Linked DNA regions of Zea mays: region 2 is linked to region 1. A link is a contact called in public Hi-C data. All regions are on one chromosome and are shown on one strand. Each heading gives the region's core, a stretch centred on a gene start, on an enhancer-like site or on the middle of the called end of the contact. The rest is flanking DNA. Distances are from core to core; before and after follow the strand shown.

The links. A called contact is a pair of places that touch in the nucleus more often than the background predicts.
Region 2: a Hi-C map of endosperm shows a contact between it and region 1, with 2.6 times the contacts expected there. The contact joins the promoter of LOC100192509 here to the promoter of LOC100502273 in region 1. A contact is called at or near these places in 4 of 25 Hi-C or Micro-C datasets (bundle sheath, ear, endosperm and 1 more).

What each region holds. Positions count from the first base shown.
Region 1 is chr2:27,949,575-27,953,724 of Zm-B73-REFERENCE-NAM-5.0, reverse strand. It overlaps LOC100502273, which reads right to left and starts at 1,675. Exons shown (of 6, transcript NM_001196750.1): 1 at 1,433-1,675; 2 at 1,263-1,331. The coding sequence starts at 1,580. LOC100383817 reads right to left here. Exons shown (of 6, transcript NM_001176449.1): 4 at 3,364-3,759; 5 at 2,876-3,277; 6 at 2,626-2,765. The coding sequence ends at 2,882. It also overlaps the pseudogene LOC109943980.
Region 2 is chr2:28,217,338-28,221,723 of Zm-B73-REFERENCE-NAM-5.0, reverse strand. It overlaps LOC100192509, which reads left to right and starts at 2,333. Exons shown (of 12, transcript NM_001308359.1): 1 at 2,333-2,501; 2 at 2,980-3,112; 3 at 3,346-3,640; 4 at 3,776-3,847; 5 at 3,949-4,007; 6 at 4,100-4,235. The coding sequence starts at 3,388.

The DNA of each region.
Region 1 (4,150 bases), core at 426-2,925:
GCTACTATTGGACTCGGTCACTTGCCTCTGATAAGTCACCATGTAACTTTCGAGCCTCTCTATCTGTCCAAACATCATCCTATTGCTTAGGGAAAAAAATTCCATCATCCATTCACGCTGCAAAATGAGGCTTCTCGCTGTCCCACACCGCGCGCCGCACCACCACAGCCCTCCTGCGCTCCGCGCCACTGCAGCCCTCACGCTCCTCCCCAGATGGCCAAAAGGGGGCGGAAGTCGAGCCGGTTAGGAGAAGATGGAACCCACACCGATCTCCCACATTATCGGTCCGCACGGAAACCACCGGCCATCTTGCCTGCGTGCCGCACATGGTCGACCCAGACGAGAAGGTTTTGGGCTGCCATGGAGAGAGGAAGAAATGTTGTCGCCGGTGTTAGTTCACTGACGCGCTGCCATGGGCAATTGGGGGCTGCCGTCACATGCAGCACTAACATGGGATGTCTTACCGTCGCCGGCAGCGAGGCAACCATGAGAGCTAATGGCATGCCGCCCACATTCTTAAATTCAACCTAGTCTTTAGGGACTTGCTGCCCGTGCAGCGTCTATTCTTCTATGGCAACAGGCCTTCTCGACATCTCCAACGGCTTCACGCTCCCCAAGCAGCCACGGTTTAATTACTCTCTCGCCGCTGCACTAGGACACTTCTACTCATTGGCTAGGATGCTGACTTGCGAGATGACAGCCAAACTCGTGGACTCCATGAGGTGTAGGCTGCTATATTCTGCCTCGACACCAAGTTCAGCAAGAAGACCGTCGTGGTGTTGGATGCACCCCTGCTGCTGCTAAACCACAGGACCATAGGCGCCACGATAACTAGGACCTCCGTTGGCACCATGGCATCATGCTTGCGGCATTCCACTTCACTGAGAAGCAGTCCCAATCTTCGCTGTGGCCTGTGGTGCTCCTCCTACCCGTGATTTGTTTGCTGAAAAGTCCCCGTCCTGTATATGCTGCTTCAAACGTGCTGAGCCATTGGATTTCAGTTGGGACATAGGTAAAGAATTGACAAGTAAGCTCTGTTGGATTCATTAGAGCATTTTTATTATTTTTTTTCTTCTCCATTTGGTGCTGTGATGTTTTGTGTGCGGTTTAACGGATTTGGATCTAAGCATCCTTGAAATTGTATTGTGTGGCTGTACTCATTCATGAATGAATGGGGTATGCTGGAATCATTGTGTTCCTTAATCTAAAAAAATGTAAAGAAAAAGAACCATGCTGGTGTTATTAAGACAATGGTTTGGTACCTGTGTCCCAGATGGCAAGCTTGAGTTTTTTGCCACCAATGCTAACCATCTTCACCTTGAAGTCAACACCTGAAGGAAATAAATAGGGGAACAGAGATTGAGGTTACACTGATGCCGCGAGGAGGGGAGGCGATCAGATCGGGGAATATAATCGAAGTCAAAGAGATCACCTATGGTAGGGGAGAGGTCATCGAAGGAGTCGGCGGTGAAGCGGAGGAGGAGGCTGCTCTTGCCGACGCCGGAGTCGCCGATAAGGAGTAGCTTGAAGAGGTAGTCGAACTCGGGCTGCTGGCTGAGGCTGGACGAGGAGGAATCCATGAGGATCGGATAGGATGGGATCGGAGGAACGGGGCGACAAGACGAGATCTAGGGTTTGATCCGCTTTGGGGGGGCGTATCGTGAAGGGAACAGCGAGACCTCCAGCTGGGCGCTGGCGGAAGCCGACGGCTCCAGGTACACGAGGGCGGGCGTAGATGGGGCCCTTCCCTTTTCTTCTCTTTCCCAGGCCCAGCGCTAACTAACACTCGTAAAAAAAATAGCGAAACATTTCGTCATAATCAAAACTACTACTAAACTGAACTACTTCTCTACTATTCTAGTGGTCAACTCGTGCCTTTCCTTTATCATGGGACGAAACGTCGGCAACAACAAATCAGTCGAAATGACCGACGCCTACGGAAATTATATTTTCTTTTGCAAGGATGAAGGACCTGTTTGATTCGTGGTTAACTGTACCATACTTTGCCTAAAGTTAGTCGTTCGAATTAAAAAACTAACCTTAATCAGAAAAGTTAAGCAAAGTGTGATAAGTTAGACAGCAAACCAAACATGCTTAATTTTCTTTGATGGCCTGCTTGAAACGTGGAAAATCTGCGCTATTAATCGAACTGATTCCTATTAAATTCCTACACGATTTCTATCTATCCAAATGATCCCTCAGCAAAATATTAAATTCCTACACGATTTCTATCCAAATAATGAATAATCCCTCAGCAAAATAGCTGCAGCGTCTTCTTCGTCCTTGCAAATAAAATCGATTGCTATTTATTATTATGGCGTCAACGAAAACATCATCTTGCCTGGGCACTAGCAAATCCAGGTAACCAAACAAGATATTGCCACAGGTTACCGAAACAAGATATTGCTGCTAAATGACAACAAGCTGTGAGTACATTGTCCCACACCCCCACTTCTACCCTGCCTCAAGATCCAGAATACTATACTAAGCTAGGCAAAGTAGTTAATGCAGTGAGTGCGTTATTCAATACTGAACACATTTTGTTGTTGCCCATCTAGTTCTACCATGCAAAACTACAGGCAGAGAAATGGTCCTGGATTCACAAGCCGCAACACAAACATATTTCTGTGCCAAGTGGTCACTAATCCGTGCCTTCATCCAAAAAAAAATTCTAACTTCATGAAAATTGAAAAAAAGGGAGCATTATGCCTTTGTCCTGCAGATCCTCCTAGATTCAATTAACATGTGCGCCAGATGACTCCAATCTGCAAAATGGCAACCAGCTTGCTTAGCCGGGTTTCTTATCAACACACAAAAAAAACACATAGATTAGCCATCATCAAAACCTCAAAGTAACAAGTGACAGCGAGCATACTCTGAATCAGGTCCTGTGATCCTCCAATAAGGGCACTGAAGCAGATGAACCAACCGTTGTTGATGTGGAAGCAATAGCGGTATTGGAGATGTGGTCAGGAGAGAACTGCTCAAACCTGAGCTCAAGATCCGGTAGTTGCTCAACAGATACACCATTAGAGAAAAGCACGCCACAGGAATCAGGACCATCGGTGAGCGAAAAGGACAGGTCATTTAGCTCTAAGTACTGTTCAGCTCCTCGTGCCACCATCGTAGGGTGAATCAAATACTCACCGCATGAGTCACAATGGTTAGTATTGTTCACCATAGCCTGGGGCCCAAGCTCATCCACTTCACAGAATATAGTTTCAATAGCATCCAAAGATATTCTATTATCACTACTGTAGTCAGCAGTTGAATCAGCCTGCATCGACACCAGAAATAGAAAGTCACTGGAGCTAACAAGAAACAAAACAAAAAAAGAAAGTAGCCTGGCATCAACGAAATTACCAGCAAACCATCGTCACCAGCAGTACGTAAAACATGCATTGAGGTTGAGGAACATCTCATAACCTCAGCCAGCAATTGAATGTGTATGCAGTCATTAGGAGCATCAGGAGAAGGTCTGACAGGATGAACTCCATTGACAGCAGGTCTGTTGATACCTTCTGCCGAGGAGCCCAAGGAAACCTTGACATCATAACTCACAGCCAGGCGTTGACCAGCAGAATTCAACCCACCACGACTTGATTCAGGTGCGCAAGGGGCCACAGAAGGCACACATGGAGAACACTCTACATTACTGGCATCGTTCCAGTCTTCTTCATTGAATGGGGCACCATACTGTGCGCCAATCTTGGGCCCTGGGCCACTTTTCTGAAAGATTTTGCATAGAACGCAGGCATCCTGCGAGGAGGAGGTGAGAAACAAATTAAACAGCAGCGGCCATTGGTAACTTCCCATTCAGCAAGGAGCTAATATCAAAATGTGGCAACTCTTGCACACATGTTTGTGTCATTCTGTTCTCTAATTAGTTTGCAAATTCGTTCAGTTATGGAGGTTGGCACATAATCCAGAACTATGCATTCTGCTCAACCAACATACTCAATAAACAGTAACATGACCACATGAGCTTTCTGTTCTGGCTGGCAGTGGCAGCCAGTAGGAAGGAACCTGATCTATCATCAATTGAAGGAGCAAAAGAAAAGTTGTTTCTCCAAATATTTAGATCACCTCGTCAAGCTTTCAGAATTTCGATGGTTTTGTCAGTTTCCAAGCTTCTATATAAGAACTACAT
Region 2 (4,386 bases), core at 1,084-3,583, 270 kb before region 1:
TATGAGCTGATGAAGCGACTAACCGCAAGAGGGAAGGATGTGATGCCATCCACAATCTTAATTTGTTCGCCTTTTTGGACGGACAGGAGATGGCTTTAATTTGTGGATCATCCACCCACCGCGCGCCTCCAGCGGAAAAGCCATGAAAAAAGAGCTCTTGCACTTGCAGCACGCGCGGAGTTCTAGCGTGGAGTTTTGGCAAGCAACTTGAGGTCGATCTGTTGGCCCTAACCATTTTATGGAATGTATATGCAATTATGCATGCGCTTATTATATTAAAGTAGCTAGAAAGACAGTCCAGGGTGCCATGCACAGCAGCAAGCTCACGTATTACGCATAGCACGGCCTAGCTTGCTCCCTTTTTGTGGTCACGCGCGTACATGCTTAACTCTAGTCTAGCTAGATCCCGTAGCCTAAACTTTGTTTTGAAGCTAAGGGTGCGCAGGCGATCGATGCTTATCCAGAAACGGGGAAGGTCTATCTGCCGCCGCCTTTCCGCTTTCGGCAGGAAGGTGCATGACACCCATGTTGATGTAAATGCAACGGCGGACGACAATTATTACTATATATAATTCAGTAGACTCTCTATTACCTTCTCTATATTACTCGATCCATATTTCAAACTATACTCAAACAGTATAATCTAAATTATAAAACAGTAATAAATGGAGGTTCTATCTATCAATATCTGTGGTCTTGGACTCTCTATTACGTTTACATCGCTGTATTATGAGCCGAGCGGTAGAAGGGTGGGTGCATGCATTTGCAAGAACGACAACAACCAAAAGCCGCCTGACACACACACGCACACCTTGCTTTGACGCACAAGCTAGTGTGTAGCATCTGCGGCAGATACGCGCGGGGATCGGGAGCGCATCAGCACCGCATGTGCGCAGCGCAGATTTGCTGCAACCGTACCGTCTGCCCTCAAGAATCCGTGAGACAAATTAAAATGCATTGCCAGCGTCCATTCGCTCAGGTCCCAAGGGGTTAAGAGCTAGCCCATACGCGCTCACGCTGTTAATCACTCTGACCCGTTACTGTGCGTGACTAATTAATAATAGAACAATAACATGTTTGGTTTCAAGAATGAGATAGTCTATCATCTTCTCACTTTCTTGTTTGATTTTGTGGAATGCATTTTCTCACTTTTTTGTTGAATTTGTGGAATGGAAGGAGTGTATCCTATCACCATTTCATTTCTCGTAGGCTAATAATTACTGATAATATCATAAATGAGTTTATTTTACTAAATTTATATAATGGATTCATGATGCACTATGTCAAATAGAATAGATTGGTTTTTTATACGAATTAACCAAACAGCTTCCTAATAAGTGGCTCGATCACCATGAGGGCCCCTTATTATGCTTCGACATTTAGGGCGTGTTTGGTGTGGCGCCTAAGCCGCCACACCGCGCCACACTTTTAAGCCATATGTGTGGCGGTCGATTTAGGCGCCACACCTGAGGCTTAAAAGTGTGGCGCGGTGTGGCGACTTAGACGCCACACCAAACACGCCTTTAGTAAGACCGCGAAAACGCTCCAAACAAAGGCGTAGCGATCCTATGAGTCTATGATGAGGGGGTGGCCGCCGCGCTTATTTTTTAATCTGATCCGGAGGGGTTAAGCAAGCGGGTGTGTTCATGTCGTCATGCCGTGATCCAGCGCTGGGAGTTAATTAGTTGTTGCGCGGACGTCGATCGGGTAGGAGGACTGCTTCAACACGTACCAAAAGCACAGTGCTCTCCGTACCGTACGCACTCGTACGTCATCTACGCTAGCTCGTTCCAATCAAACTCGGAACCACACAGGCCAGAGAACCAAACAAACGCATAAGGAACGAGTCCTCCCTCCGTCGTCCCAGTGCAAAAGTGGAACTTTGTTTCGCCGCCCGACCGAATTTTGCTAGCTGCATGCTCCGCTCCGCGATTCTCCAGAGCCCGAAGAAGACGTAGAAGAAATGTCCGCCTGCCTTACACTCCGGTCAAGTCTTTCTTGCGTTGCGTTGCGTCGACTCTCCAGTTCTTTGAGGGCATCTGGTTTATCCTATTCTATCATATCCTATCATATCATATACTCCGAATTTCCCGACCGATCGGCACAGCCATACAGGTGTCTGGACAAGCGGTTGAGCCTTGGTAGTTCACGTGATAGGCGGCCGGTCGTGCAAGCGGGGAGATCACAGGTTTGTGCCGCAGCCCGCAGGCATGACCGCATGACTCACCACGAGATCTTTTCCTCGCGAGTTTCCGTGCCGCTGACCAGCTGTGCGCCTGCCTCATAATTGATAGACACAGGTCATCTCATCAACCCTGTAGGCCTCTCCCTTCTTCTGCTCTCCCTCCCTTCTCAAGGCTTCCTCCTGCAGTCCAGCTCACCAGGACCAGGAGGAACAAAGAAGTTGCATCGAACACAGCTGAGTTCCTCCCTCTTCCCTGAAATGCGCCCGGCAGCTAGAAAGGAGCAGCTAGCGGGCGGGCTGCCCATACGTCGTTGAGGTGAGGGATTAGTTCGTTGGTTCTCTTCCTCCGGATTTTTTTTTTCTGCTCGATGCCACAATCTCCGAAACAGCTTTCCGATTCAGCGAACTCCAACGCGCGTTTCGATATACGGCGGTGGATCGGAGGCGTCTCTTCTCCGGCCGGTGATGCATTGCTTTGCTCGGCCTACTGCTTGCTGCTCATGGTGGTAGCACTAGCAGCTAGCGCCAGGCACTCGCGCCCAGCGTTTTCTTTACGGCACAACTTGCGGCCGATTTCCAAACACACACACACGCAAACGTCTTTTCTGGGCGAAAAGTATGCCGGTTGGCCGTACATTACGCCAAGTTGCGCTACGGTTCCGATGCTGATTACTGGTCCTGGTCCCCCACCACCGCGAACGTCTACAGGATAAGACCAGTCGCCTCTCGCTCCGTTCCGCTCGCTTGTGTTGTCCTTGTCCGTTGTGCGTGCTTTGTGCTGCGCGCGCGTGCAGCACCGCGGAGACGGCCGGGAGCAGGGGGGGCGGGAGGGATAGTGGCGGCCTCTGCTGCTGCTGGTCGAGGCTTCGATTCCGGGCGGGGGCTGGTGGTCTCGAGAATCCCGGAGGGAAGGGAGCGAGCGCAAAGGTGAGAGTTGGGAGAAGGAACATTTCTCTCTTCAAACCCGTTTGTATGCCTAGGAAGAAGGAACAAAAAAAAAAAGGAATTCCAAAACCCTCTTTTTCTTCGTGGTATCTTCTGGTTCTGCCGTGAATTCTTCGTGTGCGGCGAAGCTCTTTCTTCTTCGCTGTTTTTTTTTTGTGTGTGTGTGTGTCTGTTGTTGTGTTCCTGATGTCGTGGTGAATTCGTCATGCCTGCAGATAGATACCTAAGCGGGCCGCTTCCGCTGCACAGCCACAGGCATGGGGTGCGGGGCGTCGAGCCACAAGGACGCCGGGGCGCGCCGGAGACGGCCTGGGAGCGTCGGCGACGTGGTCGTTTTCCTCCCGGGCCTCCGGGTGCCGAGGGCCGTCGACTTCGCCCAGGCGCTCGGCGGCTGCCTGGCCAGGGCTATAGTCGAGCGGCTGTCGGCTCTGAGGTCGCGGGTCGTCGAGATGGCAATGCAAGAATCGGCGGCGGCGCTCAAGCCCAGGCGGAAGGCGGCTGCACGGCACGGTGTGTGTAGGCCACTGGAGAAGGGGGCGGTGTGGTACAGCGCCTGGATGGATTGGTATACCTAGCTTTGTCTTGCAAGCTGAGGGCTCTCTCGCTGCTGACCTGGGCCCGCCGGTTTGCTTTCTCTGTGTGCAGGGTCTAGTACAGCCAATCTTCTACAGGCCCTCGAAGACTACTTGCCAGTTCTGCTGGGACTAGCACAACAAGGTGAGGAATAGCTGCTGCAATAATGTGGTGGGTGGTTGGTTTGCTCTTGTTTCTTTTCACAGTTCTGTTGTTCTTATTCGCCCGTTCTGTAAAACGTGCAGGTAGCGTCTTGAGACACAAAGTGCAGTTCACCTGGAGTAACCAAGAGGATAATGCTGAGGTATGTGTGTCCAGCCATGGATTCCGTGAACTCGCTGCTGTTTTGTTGCTCGAAATCAGCTATATGTAAATTCATCAGCTTTTCAATCTCAGGAGACAGCCATTTCAGATGTCTGGTACGAGGTGCTGTCCGTGCTGCACTTGATGGCCATGGTCTGCTTGCTGCAGGCCAACACCCTGCTTCTCCCAAGGTCATACGGCGATGGCTACGCCCCAAGAGTTTCTGAAGGTACTACAGCTGTTAGCTGTAGATGAATCCAAAGCGTTGTCGGTCTGGAGACTGTTGTGTCCAAGTTTCCTTTATTTAAATTAAGCCACTGAAAGATGCTAACAATTTGTCATGTGTTCAAGTACTTCTGTCTATAGTGCTCATGCGCTGA